Regions from separate parts of the Mus musculus genome. Here region 2 is linked to region 1. The links are chromatin contacts, called in public promoter capture Hi-C maps. All regions are on one chromosome and are shown on one strand. Each heading gives the region's core, a stretch centred on a gene start, on an enhancer-like site or on the middle of the called end of the contact. The rest is flanking DNA. Distances are from core to core; before and after follow the strand shown.

Region 1 (4,479 bases), core at 982-3,481:
GTAAGTGCTGTGGCCCTCAACAGCATCTCTTCACTTTTACCCACCGTGCAGGGTCAACTAAGCGACATAAGGCAACTGTGGTGCTTGCTAACTTTGAAAAATTGGTCCAGGCTGGAGAGATGGCTTGGCATTTAAGAGCACTGTGGGCTCTTCCAGAGGTCCTGAGTTCAGTTCCCAGCAACAACCACACAGTGGCTCACAACCATCTGTAATGAGATCCGATGCCCTCTTCTGGGGTGTCTGAAGATAGCTACAGTGTGCTCATATAAATAAAAATCTTTAAAAAAAAGAAAGAGAGAGAGAGAGAGGAAGGAAGGAAGGAAGGAAGGAAGGAAGGAAGGAAGGAAGAAAGAAAGAAAGAAAGAAAGAAAGAAAGAAAGAAAGAAAGAAAGAAAGAAAGAAAGGAAGGAAGAAAGAAAGAGAACCAAAAGAAAAATTGGTCCAAAAACCGCGTGCCCTATCAGTCCAAAAATCATACCTTGCCCTTCTAGAGAGAGATGTAAACTGTTTAACCAAGACGCTTTACTCTTAGAATCCTAAAACACGTTTACTAAAACTGCTTACAAGAATACTACTTATGACCATAAATGTAGGAAACAAGTTGGGGGTGGCAACACATACCTGCAATCCCCATGCAAAGGAGGCTGAGACAGAAAGATCATGAGTTCAAGGCCAGCTCTGTATAGAGATCCTGTCTCAAGCCCAGCAGCAGTGGCGCACTACTTTTAGTCCCTGCATTCCACAGGCAGAGGCAGGTAGACCTTGGCCAGCCTGGTCTACATAGTGAGTTCCAGGACAGCCTGGGCTACACAGAGAAACCCTGTCTTACAGAGACAAAAAAAAAAAAAAAAAGAAGCAAACATAAACATAAATGTACTAAACAATGGGAGTTTCTGACTCAAAAGTTAAAACAGTGGGGTATTGTTAAAGGTTAGGATTTTCTAGTTCATTAGATATTGTCATTCAAAGAAACGTTATTGAAGTGGTTAAAAAGTCCTCACCTTTTTAAAGAGAAAACAATGTATTCACTTTAACACATACAGGTCAAAGTGTTACTAGTTTTTACCCACTGGGTGGGTGGATCACAAGGTTGTGGATCACAAGTTAACATTTCTTCTGTTCTCTAGTGTTTTGAACAATGACTATGTTTTCTATTTATTCTTAGGTTCCTTTAAACCACTCCGTTTTGTTTTTTGTTTTTTCCTAACTACTAGAATATTCAAAGAAGAGCAACCCCGTTCCTAGTATTTAGTCCCCCAAGTCAGTCCTTAAGCTGCTCTGGCCTGCTCTGTACACGGAACGATCATGTCTCCCTTCACAGAGGACACAGCTGAAAGGTAAGAGCAGGTATGCTGTTGACTCAAGTGATCCACCCCAGCATGGCTCCAGATGTCCTGCACACACAGCCCAGGGCCAAGTCCCATCCTCTGCTCCAAAAGGTACCCTGCTCTAACGTGACAGGCGGCATCCAGCAATCTAGATTTTCTGCATAGAAAAGATGACAGAGCAGAGACAGGAATGTGAAGGGGTAAGTCCTCACCAGGGCACCTTCTTACCAAGACCAGAGCACTTGGGAGACAGAAGGTAGGGGCTGGAGAGGGAAGAGAGAGAGTACTCAGGTGATGTACTGGGTTACTTCAGGGCCCCCAAGCCCCATTAGGGATCTGGCCAGGGAGTATAAAGGGGAGGCCCCCTTCAAACAGGGAGACAAACCAGCAACACAGACAGGAATCTCAGTGGTACCTCTGTTCCCAACACGCTCCTTCACCCACTGAGTGGCTGCCACAATACTCTCTGTCTTGGTGACATCCAGGATCACTGTCTCCAGCCTGTCAGATGTCTTGTTCCTCAGCTCCTCGGCTCCCTTCTCCGTCAGACATGCAGCCAATACCCTCATGCCTCTCCTGTCCAGCTGTCTGGCCAGCAGGTTCCCAAAGCCAGAGTCACAGCCCGTGATGAAGACATACTTGTCTTGGAGATGGCTCACCACCTGCCTCTCCCTAAAGAAGCGCAGGAGCGTCCACAGGCCCACCAGTGCAACCAGGTAGAGCCACATGGTTTACACAGCTGCTTTCAGGACAAAATGAGCCTGCCCCGTTTTCAGAGAGTAATAGGAATGCAAAAAACTGTGGCAGGCAGCATAGCCTACAGACTTCTGGCAAGTATGACAGTTGCTCCTCTCTGATCTGCTCCTCTCTGATTGTCTCTCTCTAGAACTTGCTTTTCTTTCCTTTAATCCTGCTCCACTTCTCCAGTCCTTAAGCTGATTTTCTGTGCTGATAAGCAAATGCCCCTGGGCACCTCCTACTTAAAAAACACCTCTCTAATTGGTCCACTCATTTCTTCCCTCTTAAGTGTGTGAGATCGTCTAAGCCTAATGACTCATGGCCCACATCCGTCAAGGCCCAGGCTCAGGCTCTGTGTGCCCATGGCCCCATCTGAGCATAGGTAGAACACTATTGCAAATGTAGCCTTGGACTCTGGACAAATTTACAACAAAATTCATTTCTCAACATTTCATTTCCTTGGGCAGACTAAATCACTGTCATTCCTTGCTGGAGCACAGGAAACTAATGCCATAAGAGAGGGCAAGAAGGTATCAGTTGCCTTGTCTGGGACTGGGGAGTGAAGGTCACAAATGTGGCATCTGACCTCAAAGATAAACTGTCCTGGTTTGCTTCCCATTGACATGGTAAACACTATGACCAAAGCAACTTGCAGTGAAAGTGTTTGTTTAATTCAGTTTATGGTCTATCATGACGGAACCTGAAGCAGAGGCCGTGGAAGAACTCTTTTGACTGGCTTGCTTTCCGTATCTCACCTAGCCTGCCTGCATATTCCATCATGGGTGGAACCACCTGCAGTGAGCTGGGCCCTCCCATCTCCAGAAAGTGCCCTATAGATGATCTGACTTTAGCATTTTCTCAGGTGTGGTTCCTCTGCCCAGACAACTCTAGCTTGTGTCAAGTTGGCAAAGAACTACACAGGATATAAAACAGGAAAGGAAGGGGAGGGGGTCTGGGAGTGCCCATGAATGGAAACCCCCAGAACTACTGGCAGAGGAGAGAATGGTGTGTATAAGCCCCTCCCCAACTGTATGGGTTTAGCTTGACATGACTGAGTCATATTGAGCTCTAAGAACCATGATTGCTTCTGATTAACATGAGCCAGTTTTTCCTGCATAGTTTCCCGGGGAAATGTAAGTTAACAAACCCCTCGAGCACTATGTTGAGCTTTGCCATAGGTTGCTGTACCAGGGACCTGCCTGAATTTGGAATGTCTCCATCCCAGCTCTTGTTTTAAATACTGGTCTCTCGGCCACTGGTGCAGGCTGAAGAAGCTGAGGAATCTTTAGGGGATGAGACTGGCAAAGGAAAAATGGTCACTAGTTGTGGTGGGCATTTGTAGGTTATAGCCCCTACCCTCGATTCCGGTCCCTCTACTTCCTGTAAATGACCAAGAACAGTGGCTCTGCCTCGGCTTCCCACACCAGCCGACTGAGTACCCTGCAACTGTGAGCCAAGATATATCTTCCTCCCTAAGGCGCTTCTGCAAGGCATTTGGTCATGTTATCACAGAAAGAGCTAAAACACAGTTGGAGTCCTCCTTGGCCTGTCTGCCTTTCTTAGACTTCATAGCACCTGGGAACTGGTCCTCATGGACTAAGGCTTGGTTGTTCAACAGCATCAGCCTTGGGTGCCAACATTGTCCTCTTCCTTACTGTTCTGGGACTTTCTTGCACACACACCCAGATTCCTCAGACACTCTAAAAACAGAAAGCCTCAGTTGTACAAGGACCTGAACTTCAGCCAGGCTCCAAGAGTTGGAAAGGTGGTATGTATATCCTGGCAGGACATTGAGGAAGGCATTTCCCCTCAGGAGACATGAGACAGGGTCACAGTTTGGATTCCATAGGACCTTCCATGGGGAGTTCTGGGATGGGGAACAGGATGCCACATCCCACAGGAGGCAGAACGAAGAGGGTTCAGGGAGCCAAAGGAGTGGACAGAGACAGAAGTCAGGAGTTCATGACTCTGACTGACTTCTCTCCTGCTCGTGTTTACCCAACATTCCGTCCTTTAATCAGGGGAAGATGAAGATTTTGCTGAGGGGCAAGAAACCAGTGTCTGGGGCTACAGGGATGACTCAGTAGTTAAGAGCACTCGCTGCTCTTTCAGAGGACCCAAATTCAGTCACCAGCGCCCATCTTGGGTGACTTTCAACTCCTGTAATACCTTCTTCTAGCCACCCACACGGTATACCACATACATATAAAGAAAACTAAATCTTGTTTTTCTAAGACAAGAAACCAGTATCTAGGAAGGGCCATGCCTCTCGCCTGATTGTCTCAAGCGCTTCAGTCTTGACACAGGTGTTAGCTTGGGATCTGTCACCTGGACACCAGGCCCTCCCCGAGATGTCCATTCTCTCCATTATAAGGGTATACTTCCCCATGCCCGGGAATCTTCATACTCCAAA
Region 2 (4,773 bases), core at 2,115-4,614, 830 kb before region 1:
CAGCTAGCATTCACTAAAATGTTGAGAACAGCACAGTTACTGAAGACTCTTGGCTTGCCTCTTCCTTTTTTTTTTTTTTTTCCTTTTTTTTTTTTTTATGACATGGTTTCCCTATGTGTAGTCTTGAGCAGCTTGGCACTAGCTGGCTAGCTGTGTAACTGGGGCTGGCCTGGCAATCTTTCTGTCACTGCCTCTCCAGAGCTGGGATTATAGGTGTGAGCCATTATTACACCCACGCCTGCCTCTTCCTCCTAGGTCCAAACAACGACAACCATATGAGTAGATGGTACAGTCCTTTTCTCTCTTGCTGGGCTGTGATCTCGGCCTTGAGCATGCTAGGCAACCCCTTTCCCTCAGCTCGACACCCTTGAACAAGGAAAAACTCTTTGAGAGAACAGGGCCTTGAATTGTAACTGTCTTGGTTAAGATTTCTATTGCTGTGATGAAACACCATGACCAAAAGCAAGTTGGGGAGGAAAGGGTTTATTTGGCTTACACTTCCGAATCCTAGCTTATCACTAAAGGAAGTCAGGACAGAAACTTAGACAGGGCAAAAACGTGGAGACAAGGGCTGATGTAGATGGGCGTGTGGTGTGTGTGTGTGTGTGTGTGTGTGTGTGTGTGTGTCTGTCTGTCTGTCTGTCTGTCTGTCTGTCTGTCAATGCTGCTTACTGGCCTGCCTCCCATGGCTTGCTTCCCATGCCTTGCTCACCCTGCTTCCTTACAGAATCCAGGACTGCAACCCACAGTGTGATGGGCTCTCTCACATCAATCACTAATTAAGAAAATGCCCTCCAGCTGGATATTATGGAGGCATTTTTTTCAGTTGAGGTTCCCTCCTCTCAGATGATGTTAGCTTGTGTCAGGTGGACATAAGACTATCCAGCACATTAAACTGAGATGAATGTGAGAGATTCTTTGATCAGGGGGTATGTATGTGGAAAAGTAGACCCTTAAGTAGTCAGTGTTGGTACTTGCTGGGAGGTGCTCCTCCACTCTTGGGCTGGTTATCAAACCTGAATCTGTGCCTATAGCTAAGCAATGTTTGAATATTGAGTTACGTCATAGCACGGAAAGGAGTTTGAATCTGGCCAAAGCTCCAGTCTTTGTATACTATCTTAAGAAATCCTGGGTCACATTCTGAGCCCATCCCCTTCAGTCACCAGGTAGAGAGACTTGGAGAAAATTCACCTTTCCCTCCCTCCCTTTCTTCTTTTTTTTTTTAAGATTTATTTATTTAATGTATATGAGCACACTGTAGCTGTACAGATGGTTGTGAGTCATCATGTGGTTGCTGGGAATTGAACTCAGGATCGCTGCTCGCTCTTGCCCTGCTCTCTCCGGGACCCACCTTTCCGTTACTGAAGAGATAAGGTGATATCCTTAGCCTACATCCTTTTGTGGGTTTGGGTCTGGGTACCAGAGACGGAAGTTGCAGGCTCAGGAATACTAGGCAAACACCCGCCTTACTTCCAGGCTTCTATTTTGAGACAGTGTTTCCCTAAGTTTTTCAGGATGATAAGTTGTTAAAAGTGCTGATCTCCTGCCTCAGCTTACCTCCATTAATTGCTTTTACTAGTGAAACTGTTACATAGGAGGTCCACAAAGGCCAAGAGTGGATAAACACATCCATACATTAGCAAGTTTTTTGTTTGTTTGTTTGTTTGTTTGTTTGTTTTCGAGACAGGGTTTCTCTGTGTAGCCCTGGCTGTCCTGGAACTCACTTTGTAGACCAGGCTGGCCTCAAACTCAGAAATCTGCCTGCCTCTGCCTCCTGAATGCTGGGATTAAAGGCGTGTGCCACCATGCTCGGCTCATTAGCAAGTTTAAAGAATCATTGCAAGAGGGTGAGGTATGGGGGAACCTGAAAAGATGACTCAGTGTTTAAGAGCACTTGTTCTTCCAAAGAACCAGGGTTAGACCCACATGGCAGCCCACAATAATTTGTAACTCCAGTTACGAGGAATTCAACGACTTCTTCTGGCCTCTACAGATACCTAAATGGGTTTGCAGAGAAAGCCTGTTGACTTGAGTTCCATCTCACAACCCCGGTAAAAGTGGAAAGCGATAATCGACTCCCCCAAAGTTGTCTTCCAGCTTCCATACGCATATCATAGCGCGAACGATCATACACACAGGAATGATAACAAATTTTTTTAAAAATTGTAGCAGGAGAGCCGGATATGGTGGCGCACATCTGTACTTGGGAGGTGGAAGCCAACAGTCTCAGCCATATAATATATTCGAGGCCAGCCTGAGCTATATGAACTATATGAGACCTTGTCTCAAAACCAAAAAATAAACAAAAGAGAAGAAAGGAGTGTAGCTGATAGCCTTAGCCTAGGGGGAGGGGACCATAAATTCTCAGGGCAAAATCTTGGAATGCCAATGTAAGGGATGCGAAATGTAAGGAGTTGGGCACCAGGGGGCGCCAGTCGGACCCGTCCGGGACGAAGCAACCCAGGGTCCCGGGGGTCATGTGCGGTGACTTCCCCGCGCCCCTCTTCGCTGTCGCCTCCGGGGTGAGCGTTGCTGTGCCCTTTGGGGTCCGCGGAGGAGAGGCGGGAACCGCGGCCGTCCGGACGGCGCGGTCGGTCCCTCAGAGACAGCTGTTCTCTCGGGAGGCCGTGGGGGGCAGCAGAGGGGACGGCGACAGGTGCGGGAGCCCCTCCCCGGGCAGAAGTGGGAAGGCGGACTCCGGGGTCTGTTCCCAGGCTGGAAACCGCCCCCGCCCCCCAGGCAAATCCCCCCGAGAGGCCGAGCCGGCGCCGGGTCTGCAGGAGGAAGCGGCCGGAGACAGTGCGATTTCACGCAGCCTCCGGGGCTCGGGTTCCCGAGCTGGGTACATGAGTTACGGGGCTTTGCGTCCCGGGGAAACTGAGGTGGCATGAACGCTAGGCTGAAAAACAACCTCCCACTCGAAAAAATAGAAATACTCACACTCCGAAAGAAAAAAAAAATCCCTCAAGTGATCCAACCGGCTAGGGGAGTTGAGTGATTTGGTTAATGGGCGAGGCCAGCTTTCTGGGGGCTGGGCTTCGGAGCGCTCTCCCTACGCGCATTCACTACCTTTCCCCCGCCTGGGGACGTTTGGAATCTTGATCTCCTCTTAACCATCTCCGGGGGAAATTGCTGGAGTGAGACCCCTCCTTGACCCTCTTGGCCAAGCTGTGGGCTGGCGGGGCACGCTTGGGCGGGTGTCTCGGGCTACAACCATCAGGACTCCAGCCTCGCACGGGAGGGGGCGCGGCCGTGACTCACCCCTTTCCCCCTTCACTCCCTCCCTCCCTCCCTTCCTCCCTCCCTCCCAGACAGACACCCTCCCCTGCCGTCCCGCTCCGGACTCCGACTACGGCTCCGGTTGCAGTTTGCAACCTCCGCTGCCGCCGCGGCCACCTAATCGCTGGCTGTTCAGGTGGCTGTCGCCTGGATGTCCTCCTAATCTTGGGGGCCCCGGGCCAGACTCGGCTGGGCTCCCTTCACCCTCCACTGTAATCATGAGTGCGATTGGGACTCTGCAGGTGCTGGGTTTCCTTCTCAGCCTGGCCCGGGGTTCCGAGATGGGCAACTCTCAGGCAGGTAAGCCGCGCGGGAGCCCCAGCAGGCTGGAAGCTGGGGGCGCAATCTGAGCGCTCGCAGACCCTGGGCAAGGAGTTTGGGTTCTGACGCTTTGAACTGGGGGGTGCGGTACAGGGTCTGCTCGGACCACCAAGGAGGGGACCGTGTGCCTCAGTTCTTGGAGTGGGCTGGTCAGGGACTGCATTCCTGTATGCCTACCCTTATTCCCAGGGCGTCGCCGACCCTCTAATTGGTTTTATTCTGATCTGGTTGGTGCCGAACAGTAGTTCACACTTGAGAGTCTTGGGAGGAGGGTGGGCAGGGACCCTTCTGTAAACGTAAGGAGCCTTGGCTTGAAAGGGTCTCCGTTTGCTCTCAGGTTCCCTGGCCCCCACCCCATTCCAGGTTTCAACAACCCCCAGTTTCGTTGTTTTGCCGACAGGGCGGGGCTATGCAAGGGTTTGAAGTTGTTGTTTTCTAATGTTGGAAAAACAAGAATGGCACCTCCTCTTCCGTGAGTGGGGCTGTCCTGAGAAGGCTGAGATTAACCTGAGGGCCAAGTCCAGGTGACATCAGTGAGAGGTCTCACAGAGGCTGACTGCCTGCTTTCCCATAAGATAAACCGGTCCCCAACTTAACCAACTTCTCTTTATCAAGACCCAGGTTAATTCAGTGAACATGTTGGGCATCTATTACATACTATACTATTTCCAGGTTATATACCCTAAGCTGGAGCTCTGGAAGAAAGGACAATCAGACCTCTTTCTCTCTCCAATCTAAGGCCACCTCTCCCACCTTCTGAACATTCTACTCTGTGAACTGGCTCCTAGACCCAACTTCTGCCCTTCCCCCATTCAATGCCATCTGAGCCTGTTCCGTGTCTCTGGGACTATGGACACTTGAAGAGCACTAGAATTGGTATCATTAGAGTCCTGTTGATCTTTCCCCTTTCCCAGATCCCCAGATCTCAGTTTGGGGTTGGCACATTCATTGCCCCTTCCCCAGAGTGGGAGTGGGAGAAACCACCTGTGCTTCCCCCACAGTTGCTGGGCCTAAATTTAGCCCCTGGGATCTTGAGATGTGAACACTCCCAGCTGGTGGAGGGGGTGGTCTGGAGACTGAAGTGGGAGGGGCCAGGGGAGTGACTGGATCACTGTCCCATCTGACTGTGCCCCCACCAACCAGGAACCCAAGAGTCCAAGATTCCCACCACCC

What was found. Promoter capture Hi-C pulls out the DNA fragments that hold promoters and counts their contacts.
Region 2: a promoter capture Hi-C map of liver shows a contact between it and region 1, with 2.0 times the contacts expected there. The contact joins the promoter of Erbb3 here to the promoter of Rdh1 in region 1.

The regions. Positions count from the first base shown.
Region 1 is chr10:127,757,515-127,761,993 of GRCm38.p6, reverse strand. It overlaps Rdh1 (retinol dehydrogenase 1 (all trans)), which reads right to left and starts at 2,231. Exons shown (of 4, transcript NM_080436.3): 1 at 1,744-2,231. The coding sequence starts at 2,056.
Region 2 is chr10:128,588,226-128,592,998 of GRCm38.p6, reverse strand. It overlaps Erbb3 (erb-b2 receptor tyrosine kinase 3), which reads left to right and starts at 3,364. Exons shown (of 28, transcript NM_010153.2): 1 at 3,364-3,579. The coding sequence starts at 3,498.